Linked DNA regions of Mus musculus: regions 2 and 3 are each linked to region 1. A link is a contact called in public Hi-C and HiChIP or PLAC-seq data. All regions are on one chromosome and are shown on one strand. Each heading gives the region's core, a stretch centred on a gene start, on an enhancer-like site or on the middle of the called end of the contact. The rest is flanking DNA. Distances are from core to core; before and after follow the strand shown. Region 1 overlaps Nlrp1b (NLR family, pyrin domain containing 1B). Region 2 holds the start of Dhx33 (DEAH (Asp-Glu-Ala-His) box polypeptide 33). Region 3 has its middle 33 kb from the start of Gm23311.

Region 1 (2,700 bases), core at 190-2,689:
TATACATACTTATGACAGTAGAGGATGCTGAGGAAAAAGTCTGGACGAATACTCATCCCTCTAAATAAGTCATTTTTATCACCCTATTAAAGATTAAGTAGCATTGTGGAAGGAGAATTAGCAACATACTGTATGGAGAAGACTTGTGAAGTGCTGTCTTATAAGTAGGGTATTTCCATGGCCATCATGAAGTCATAGCACCAACAACTCCTGCCTCTGGACTTTCAATCAACTATCTATTGTTAAGCAGTTCACAGGGACAGTGCAGTTACTGCTAAATTACTGAGAAATAATAAATTTTTGGGTCAGAGGGGAGTAAATATTCCATCTGTATACCTGCTGGTGAGATCATTATGTTCTTCAGGATAGTACAAAATTCTTGGTCACAGAGATGATCAAATTTAAACTCTGGGAGACAAAGAAAACCCCTTTGAATGTGGCATAGAGATTTATAGAAAAGAAGCAAAAATGGCAGGAGTAGAGGGAGAGAAGAGAGGGCTTTCCTTTCTTTCTTTCTTTCTTTCTTTCTTTCTTTCTTTCTTTCTTTCTTTCTTTCTTTTTTCTTTCTTTCTTTCTTTCTTTCTTTCTTTCTTTCTTTCTTTCTTTCTTTCTTTCTTTCTTTCTTTCTTTCTTTCTTTTATACTGTTTAACTTTTTTAAGGTGGAGTGACCCTAATGCATTGTATGTATGCATAAAATTGGTAAAGTAATTTATTAATACACATTATGTATAGGTTTAAGATAGCGTATCTCATGTTGGCAAAATTCCTTCATGTTATAGCTTATCTGTTATGTGAATTGGAGTCAGATCTTTGTGCACCTCCATCTGTCACTTTCAGGACTTTGGAAGCAGTAAGAGAATACAGGTTGGAGAAAACAGGGCTTAGGGTCATGGTGCTTTGCATAGGATGTGTTCCCTTAAAAATGATCACATGGTCCTGCAGCAGTATTCAAAGGTGACTTCATCTTGAGTATTGTGAGTCTATGAATGAAGCCACACACCAATGCTCTCATCATGGAGTGAGTACTGAGAATGGAAAGAGAATCATATCAGAGTGTACAGTAAGAGGAGGACAGTCACTGGGCATGTCAGGGAGAGAACGCACTGAATGGAGTTTTCCTCTTCTCCTTTTCTCACCTTCACTTCCTCCTTTTCCTTCCCTCTCTTTCTCACTTCCTCTCTTCTTTGGAAAGAGCACAGATCAGCCTTCTTTCTCACATGGAAGCTCCCACTTCTGTGATACCAATTTCCTATAGGCTCAAAGAGATGGAGGCAGCCTACTGTGGACTGACACTTGGTTCTAAGACCTCAAATCAAAGGAATCTTTTATTCTTCAAAATTGTAGTTTTTTCTAATATATTTGTCAGAAGTTCGAAGTGATGACTGTTACAGTGTCACAGTGTAAACTATGCTTACACAACCTCTTATAGATCTTGCAAAACCACAAAACCGATCTTGCTTTCTTGTGGCACTAAGAAATAATGAAAGTACACCTCTCCCTAATCATTGCCTTTCTTCAATCCTTAGGGTCTCTGGCCTACACTTGTTTTACCTGGTTTCAGCAAGGCTTCCCATATGAGTTTCATGTGCTTTTTGTTTTTGATTTGCAGCTTAATCTCTGAACCCATGTTTCCAACGTATATCTCAGAGAAGAGTTGGAATTCCTTGCTGCTCCTGTAGCACAGCTCCAGTTCCTAGGGAAAGGGACAGGAAGGGCGAGGGGGAGAGGTAGGGGGAGGGAGAGGGGGAGGGAGGGGGAGGGGGAGGGGGAGGGGGAGAGTTCCTGTGTGAGAATTTCTTGCTCATTTTGTGAGGCAGGGATGGCCCCACTCACAAACTTTCTTGATCTTGCACATTACATTAGATACTGACTCTCTTTTGCACTGAGGTGATCCACAGCCTATGAACACACATCTTTACTCAGATGGCAGAGTACCCAGCATGTAGGGGGAGGGGTTGATACTGAAACCTGGTTCCCTATTATTTATTGATTGAATTTGGGGCTCAGTTATTTGTGGCAGGAGCTGATTATACCCCAGAGGACCAGGAATTGGCCTGTGTGAAGTGGGGACCTGGGCATGGTTATAAACCTCATGGCTTGCCACTAAAGACCTTGTTCTAACTCCCATGTCACACATCTTTTGTTTCTACAAATTTCCCAAATATTACCACCATCTGAGGACCCAGTGTTTAAGCATTTAAATGACTGTAGGAGACATTTCAGATTCAAACCATAACAGCCACGGATGAGCGAGTGCTCATCCTGAAATTCCTGCTCACACATTCTCAGCCTAGGCTTCTTCTCCCCATGTTTAGCAGGACGCATCTCTGTGTCAAATTGAATTTAGTCCTTCTCTTCCCCAGGCCTCGTATGCAACGCTGTGTGCTTCCTTAAAACTCTACCTAACTTTCATGTTAAGTGTTTTGCTTGTTGAGATCCCAATTGTTTCATCCCCAGTCTTAGTTTGCTGCAAAGCCTTCCAATCTACCCCACAGGTTTCCCAAGACTGGCATCAGACCCCCACAGGTAGCAAACACCCAATGCTCACCTTTGGGGTGATTTCCAGGTTCTCAGAACCAGACACAATGTAGCGGGAGCCAATGAAAAGATTGTCTACTGGGGGTGGCTTGTTTATTCTCACAAACTGAAACTTCATTTCTTCATCATCTATGGCCTGGGGAACATGACACACAGTGATA
Region 2 (2,700 bases), core at 176-2,675, 160 kb before region 1:
TTCCAGGGCAACTGACTATTGCTAAAATAGAATATGCCAGCCATACAAACAGAGGGACAAAATTCACCTGGGCATCAGCTTTACAGTCCATCTTGTTCCTGTTTTTGCAGCCTGTCTTCCGTCTCCATCTCCCCAAAAGCCTACTTGAGGCTCTGGAACTTTTGTTTTCCTCAGAACTCTTGGATCTTCTCAAATGTGACTTCAAAAGAGACAGCCTTTCTCCTGTGCCAGGTGGGCTCTCCATAACTCCTGATGCCCGGCACTGCGCCCCCATCTCTGAAATTTCCTAAACTTTGATCCATTAGTTCTATCTATCTTCAGTGTCCTCTCTGCTCAGTTCGCCAAAATCTGTGACTATTTACAAGTGCCTCAGCTTCCCTTGGTTGGCCAAAGCAGAAACCTGTTTCCACTGCCTTCATTCTTTCACCTCCTAATTACTCCTCAGTCCAACGCCAGATCTGTTCTTAAAGTTATTTTGAAAAAATTCTTAGTGGGAGTTGCAATCAATACTACATATCCAACGTGCACTCCCACGCCCCACCATGTCTACATATTGTTATGGAACTTCCCTCCTTAGCACTCTATTCCACTGACTGCCAGTACTCCAGTCTCTTTCTCGCTTATGACATTCCTTCGGGAACTCCTCTATCGTCAATACTGTAGCAAAGCCACTAGAAGTCAGTCCCTGCCTTCGAACACTGCCAAGTTCTTCTCGTACACAAGAAATTGGTTCTCGCCAACTGAATTCTTTCTGGCGCCAGTCTCTCCGTCCTCGCTTAGAATGCCGGTCCCCAGGGACCCGCTCCGCAGCTGCCTCCTCAAAAGCCTTGGTGAGGCCCATCCTGCAAAGCTCTCTGAGAGCCTCCGATATGCTCCCCACGCCTCGTCACGGAAGGCGAATATCCTCAAACTCACAGAGCGCGGTCAGCGCCGGCAGGGTAACTCTGTCCGCCTCTTTCCAGAGGTCCCTGTCCACACCGGGCACTGAAACCCTTTCAAGTTTGTGGAAGAAACCAACGCAAAGAAAGTGAGAAGCCCCTAAGAAACCCCGCCCTCGTGCACAGAGCCAGGGATCTAGAGCAAGGAAGATCCACCAAAGCCGCCACTCACCGATGAGGACCGCGTTGTCCAGGTTTCGGAGCTGAGCCAATAGCTGCCCCCGCGCCCGGAAGATGGGCAGACTCCGGCGCTGCAGCTCCAGGGCCTCGCGGTAGGGACTGGCCGAAGGCTGGGCCAGCGGCGGCGTCTGCCTCCGGCCTCCTCCAGCTCCGCCGCCGCCGCCAGCCGTCAACAGCATCACTACTCGTCTCCCGGGAGGGCAGGAGCCCGGCCGGAATCTCTTAGCGGGCGGGAGGCTCGCCTCCTCCGGCATGTCGGGAGGACCGCGGCCGGAGGCAGGGACGCAGACAGTTCCGCTCGGCTGGGGACAGCAAGCGCGCACCGCCCCTTTCTCGCCACGTGCAGGCGTGCTGGGCGACCACCGATGACCTCACAGCCGCCTCCTGCCTTGAGGAAAGGAACTGCAATTCCCAGCATGCGCTGTGCATTTACATCCTGTGAGAGCAAGGTCGGAGGTGCGACCGAAAAAACGGCCCGAGTAACAACAGGGGACGATAGCTGTGTGGTTCCCTAGGGTCTTGTTGCGTAATGACGTTGTCCTAAACTCTCATTTCTATCCAATAAAAATGACTGTCCCATCTCGGGCTCCAACAATAGTCACGTTTTAAGGCAATTACTTATTTCTGTAAATCTAACGAGGAACACAAACATTTACTCTTCTAAACAATGTACGTTTTAAGGTACCCACTGGTAGCTCCGATTTATAAATGTAGAAAGTGAAATTTTCTGAGACTAAAGTCATTTCGGATGCTGCAAAGAATTTTGAAAATGCTACTAGTGAGTATCTTCAGTTACGGAAAGGTGAATTCTATGATTCTGATATCATGTAATTTCCCCACAAAGTGATAGGCTCAAAAAATACAAGCAGAAATAAAAAAGAAAATGAGTGGAACTAAAATTGCCTTAACTCACCTCCCAGTCATTCCTACTAGATTTTCAATCTTTACACAGCTTTTCAGCCCTATTGTATACACCTTAATCAGTGCGAGTATTCACTACTCCTGCAGAAAACTTGTACATAACCAGTTCTTCCTTCCTGTTCAATTACAAGCTCTTAGATGCTTTGCTAATTCAACACAGAAAGACAGGCACAGAGTGAATGGGTGGTTACCTTTGCTTTTTCATCTTTGGAGGGTGTGGGCGTTTTGTTTGGGAGTATGTTCCTGCACTACTTGCTTGCAATGCTCACATGGAGGTCAGAAGAGGGTGTTGGATTCCCTGGAATTGGAGTTACAGCCAGTTGAGCCTCCATGTGTTTGGAACCCGTAGGGTTCTCAGTGCCCTCGCTGTCCCCGATTGTGTTTCTTTTTTTTTTTTTTTTAAAGATTTATTTATTTATTTATTATATGTAAGTACACTGTAGCTGTCCTCAGACACTCCAGAAGAGGGAGTCAGATCTTATTGGTTGGATGGTTGTGAGCCACCATGTGGTTGCTGGGATTTGAACTTCCAACCTTTGGAAGAGCAGTCGGGTGCTCTTACCCACTGAGCCATCTCACCAGCCCCCGGATTGTGTTTCTTATACAGAATGTGGCGTTCTATAATTCTCAACTCATGTGAAGGCTATCCATCAAATTTGGT
Region 3 (2,700 bases), core at 78-2,577, 160 kb after region 1:
GAGCTGTTTCATTTAGCTGCTTACCTCTGGGAAGGCCTTCAACTAAAGAGCCATACCTAAGATGCCTGAGGAAGGCTTTGTCCCCTCCACCCACTCCTGTACTCTTGGCATTCACTCCAAATCAGACTGGTTCTGCTTGTCCTGGGCTCTGCCTCCCCTCTCTGCCTGACATTAACATCACAGAGACCCTGAGGGGTAGCACTTGGGTACCCAGAGAGGAGACCAGAAACCACAGCATTCATTCCCAGACCCTGCTGTTTCCCCTTCCAGTCCAGAAAAGGAAGACACAGACTGTGGACCCCCATTCCAGACTTATGCTTCCCCTGAGCCATGTGCTGGTAGTGAAAGACTCCGAAAGGAGCCCCTCGCTCAGGCTTCAGGACAATAGCGGACACCCAAGAACTCACGATAGACCGAGCTTGTTGCAAACCACATGAGGCTTTATTCGGGGAAAGCCAGAGCTCTGGGGACGACTCATATCCCACGCAGGGGTAGAGGAGTCGACCTCGAGGGGAAAGAGGTCCCAGTTTTTATAGGCCCTCAGGGGGGAAAGGAGAAGGGAGAGAGTAGGGGATTTCCAGATCTAAACAATGTCTATTCTCAAGAAATGGGTATGGGAGGGGTACAAGGAAAGAGTCTAATGAAGGTGCAGCAATGGGCACACACCTGGTCAGAACATTGGCAGACACACAAGGAGTGGCCAGAGCATTGTGCACCTCTATTTTTCTACATCAGTGAAGCTAGTTCTGCTAACACTGACGTCTATCTTGCCAACTTCAGGGCTTCTGTGTCCTTTTACATTCTGCCAGGATCTTTTAGTAGCACCAAGGTACCATCAGTGGAGAGAAAGGAAACAGTATGACTGCCTCACACTCTGGTCAAGTCAGCTTGACAGGCCGAGAAGTTTGGAAGCTACTCAAGAGGCAGAAGAGTTTCACGGAAACTCACTCCTGGAGTCTGGCATTCTCTTTAACTGATATACTCATATTCTATTCCCACATTAGTCTGGTGTATGGATCCACGAGCTCTCTTTTAGTAGTGTCTTATTATAAGTGCCTTTTAAGATTAAATTCTGACATAGCTAAACCTTCACCAGTGTCCAATGTCCTAGAAAGTCCTTGAACTGACCATGGGTTTAGAATTCAGTAAGAATGTTGCCTATTCAGTGACATTCAGAATTGCCTCTAATAAAAGCTAAGTCACTGCCCTACACAGAAATTTACCATCATCTAGGAAGAAGGAAGTTTGAGACCTAAAGAGGAACCAGAATAGATACTTAGAACTATAGATAGCTTAGTTACACCCATACACACGTATTTACAATGGCCTAGGGGGGAAATGGACTATACAATAGACTAAAATAGGAGCTATGGCAAGGGCAAAAAGCCCTTGACCCTGGCTTCTAAGATTAAGTGAATCTTAGGTGGAGCTCCTTTTGATCCCAGTTGTTAACAATGAATTCTATCCCAGGTGGTTCCTGTTAGACCTTCTGTGTTTGTATTCCTCTGTTTTGTAAAAGAATCCAGTAACCTCTTTGTACCTTGCTGGTGTGTCACCCAACTTCCTTATTTTCTTCTGTATAAAAAGTTTGATGCTCGATTTGACAAATTACATTCAGATTCTACACAACCTCTCCTGTGTGCTTCTGTCTGTCATTCCATCCAACACTTTGCCCACCTGTCCCAGAGACCCGTTCCACACAGACAAAGGGGCCCAGAGGTTCTGCGGCATATGACAAGTGGATATCAAATGTCATCTGACTCAGTATCAAGCCCTTCCCCTAGATAAGGACAGACTAACTTTTGACAAAGCCCTGGCCATTAACCCCACCACCCTGCTATTGCATGATGACCCTATGGAGCCCATCCATGACTGCCTGGAGATGCTGGACATCATTCAAACTGCATGAATTGACCTGATAGACATCCCTCTCACCACATCCGTGTGAATCTCTATATAGATGGTAGCAGCTTCATTCAGGAAGGAACTAGATATGCAGGGGCAGTGGTAGTCATAAGCCAAAAGGAGGTCATCTGGCCACAAGCCTGTAGGGGCACATCTGCCCAAAGAGCAGAAATAATCACTCTGACACAGGCCTTAAGATAGGCTAAGGAGGAAAAGGTAATCACTTATACTGATAACCAGTATGCCTTTGCCTTGGGTCATGTTCACAGGACAGTTTTATAAACAAAGGGGCTTGCTTACTCAGTGAGTTAGGGTTTTACTGCTGTGATTAGACCAAGGCAATTCTTATAAAGAACAACATTGAACTGGGGCTGGTTTAGAGGTTCAGAGGTTCAGTCCATTATCATCAAGGCAGAAGCATGACAGCATTCAAGCAGGCATGGTGTAGGAGGAACTGTGAGCTCTACATCTTGTTCCAAAGGCAAACAGGAGGAGACTGACTTCCAGACAGCTAGGATGAGGATATTAAAGCCCACAGCCACAGTGATACAATCACTCCAACAAGGCTACACCTCCTAATAGTGCCACTCCTTGGGCCAAGCATATTCAAACCATCACACTCAGTTCAGAAGGAAGGAATATTGAAAATAAGTATGAAATGCTGGAGACTATTTGACTTCCAGCTGAACTGGCCATAATACACTGGCCTGGACACTGAAAAGATCAAAGGCCCCAGACTCAAGGTGATAACTATGCAGACCAGGTTGCTAAGGATGCTACACTTCAAAACCCTGT

What was found. A called contact is a pair of places that touch in the nucleus more often than the background predicts. HiChIP or PLAC-seq counts read pairs in DNA pulled down with a chosen protein or histone mark.
Region 2: an H3K4me3 HiChIP or PLAC-seq map of bone marrow-derived macrophages shows a contact between it and region 1, with 5 times the contacts expected there. The contact joins the promoter of Dhx33 here to the enhancer-like site in region 1. A contact is called at or near these places in 3 of 39 promoter capture datasets (the 3T3-L1 cell line, the C10 cell line and cranial neural crest), 1 of 115 datasets of contacts at active chromatin or transcription factors (bone marrow-derived macrophages) and 3 of 9 other capture datasets (adipose tissue, liver and pancreatic islet).
Region 3: a contact with region 1 is called in a Hi-C map of bone marrow-derived macrophages, with 34 read pairs. The contact joins two enhancer-like sites. A contact is called at or near these places in 1 of 15 datasets of contacts at CTCF or cohesin (pro-B cells) and 2 of 484 Hi-C or Micro-C datasets (the CH12 cell line and bone marrow-derived macrophages).

The regions. Positions count from the first base shown.
Region 1 is chr11:71,158,517-71,161,216 of GRCm38.p6, forward strand. It overlaps Nlrp1b (NLR family, pyrin domain containing 1B), which reads right to left. Exons shown (of 14, transcript NM_001162414.1): 10 at 2,550-2,675; 11 at 1,553-1,694. Among named protein-coding and RNA genes, the nearest start is that of Nlrp1a, 15 kb to the left of the region's middle. Within about 2 kb of position 1,440, at least 27 of the 459 cell types and tissues checked have an H3K27ac peak or open chromatin away from gene starts, as enhancers often do. A contact at or near this core is called in bone marrow-derived macrophages, where this site is marked.
Region 2 is chr11:71,003,007-71,005,706 of GRCm38.p6, forward strand. It overlaps Dhx33 (DEAH (Asp-Glu-Ala-His) box polypeptide 33), which reads right to left and starts at 1,426. Exons shown (of 12, transcript NM_178367.4): 1 at 1,111-1,426. The coding sequence starts at 1,372.
Region 3 is chr11:71,319,729-71,322,428 of GRCm38.p6, forward strand. No RefSeq gene overlaps it. Among named protein-coding and RNA genes, the nearest start is that of Gm23311, 33 kb to the left of the region's middle. Within about 2 kb of position 1,328, at least 6 of the 459 cell types and tissues checked have an H3K27ac peak or open chromatin away from gene starts, as enhancers often do. A contact at or near this core is called in bone marrow-derived macrophages, where this site is marked.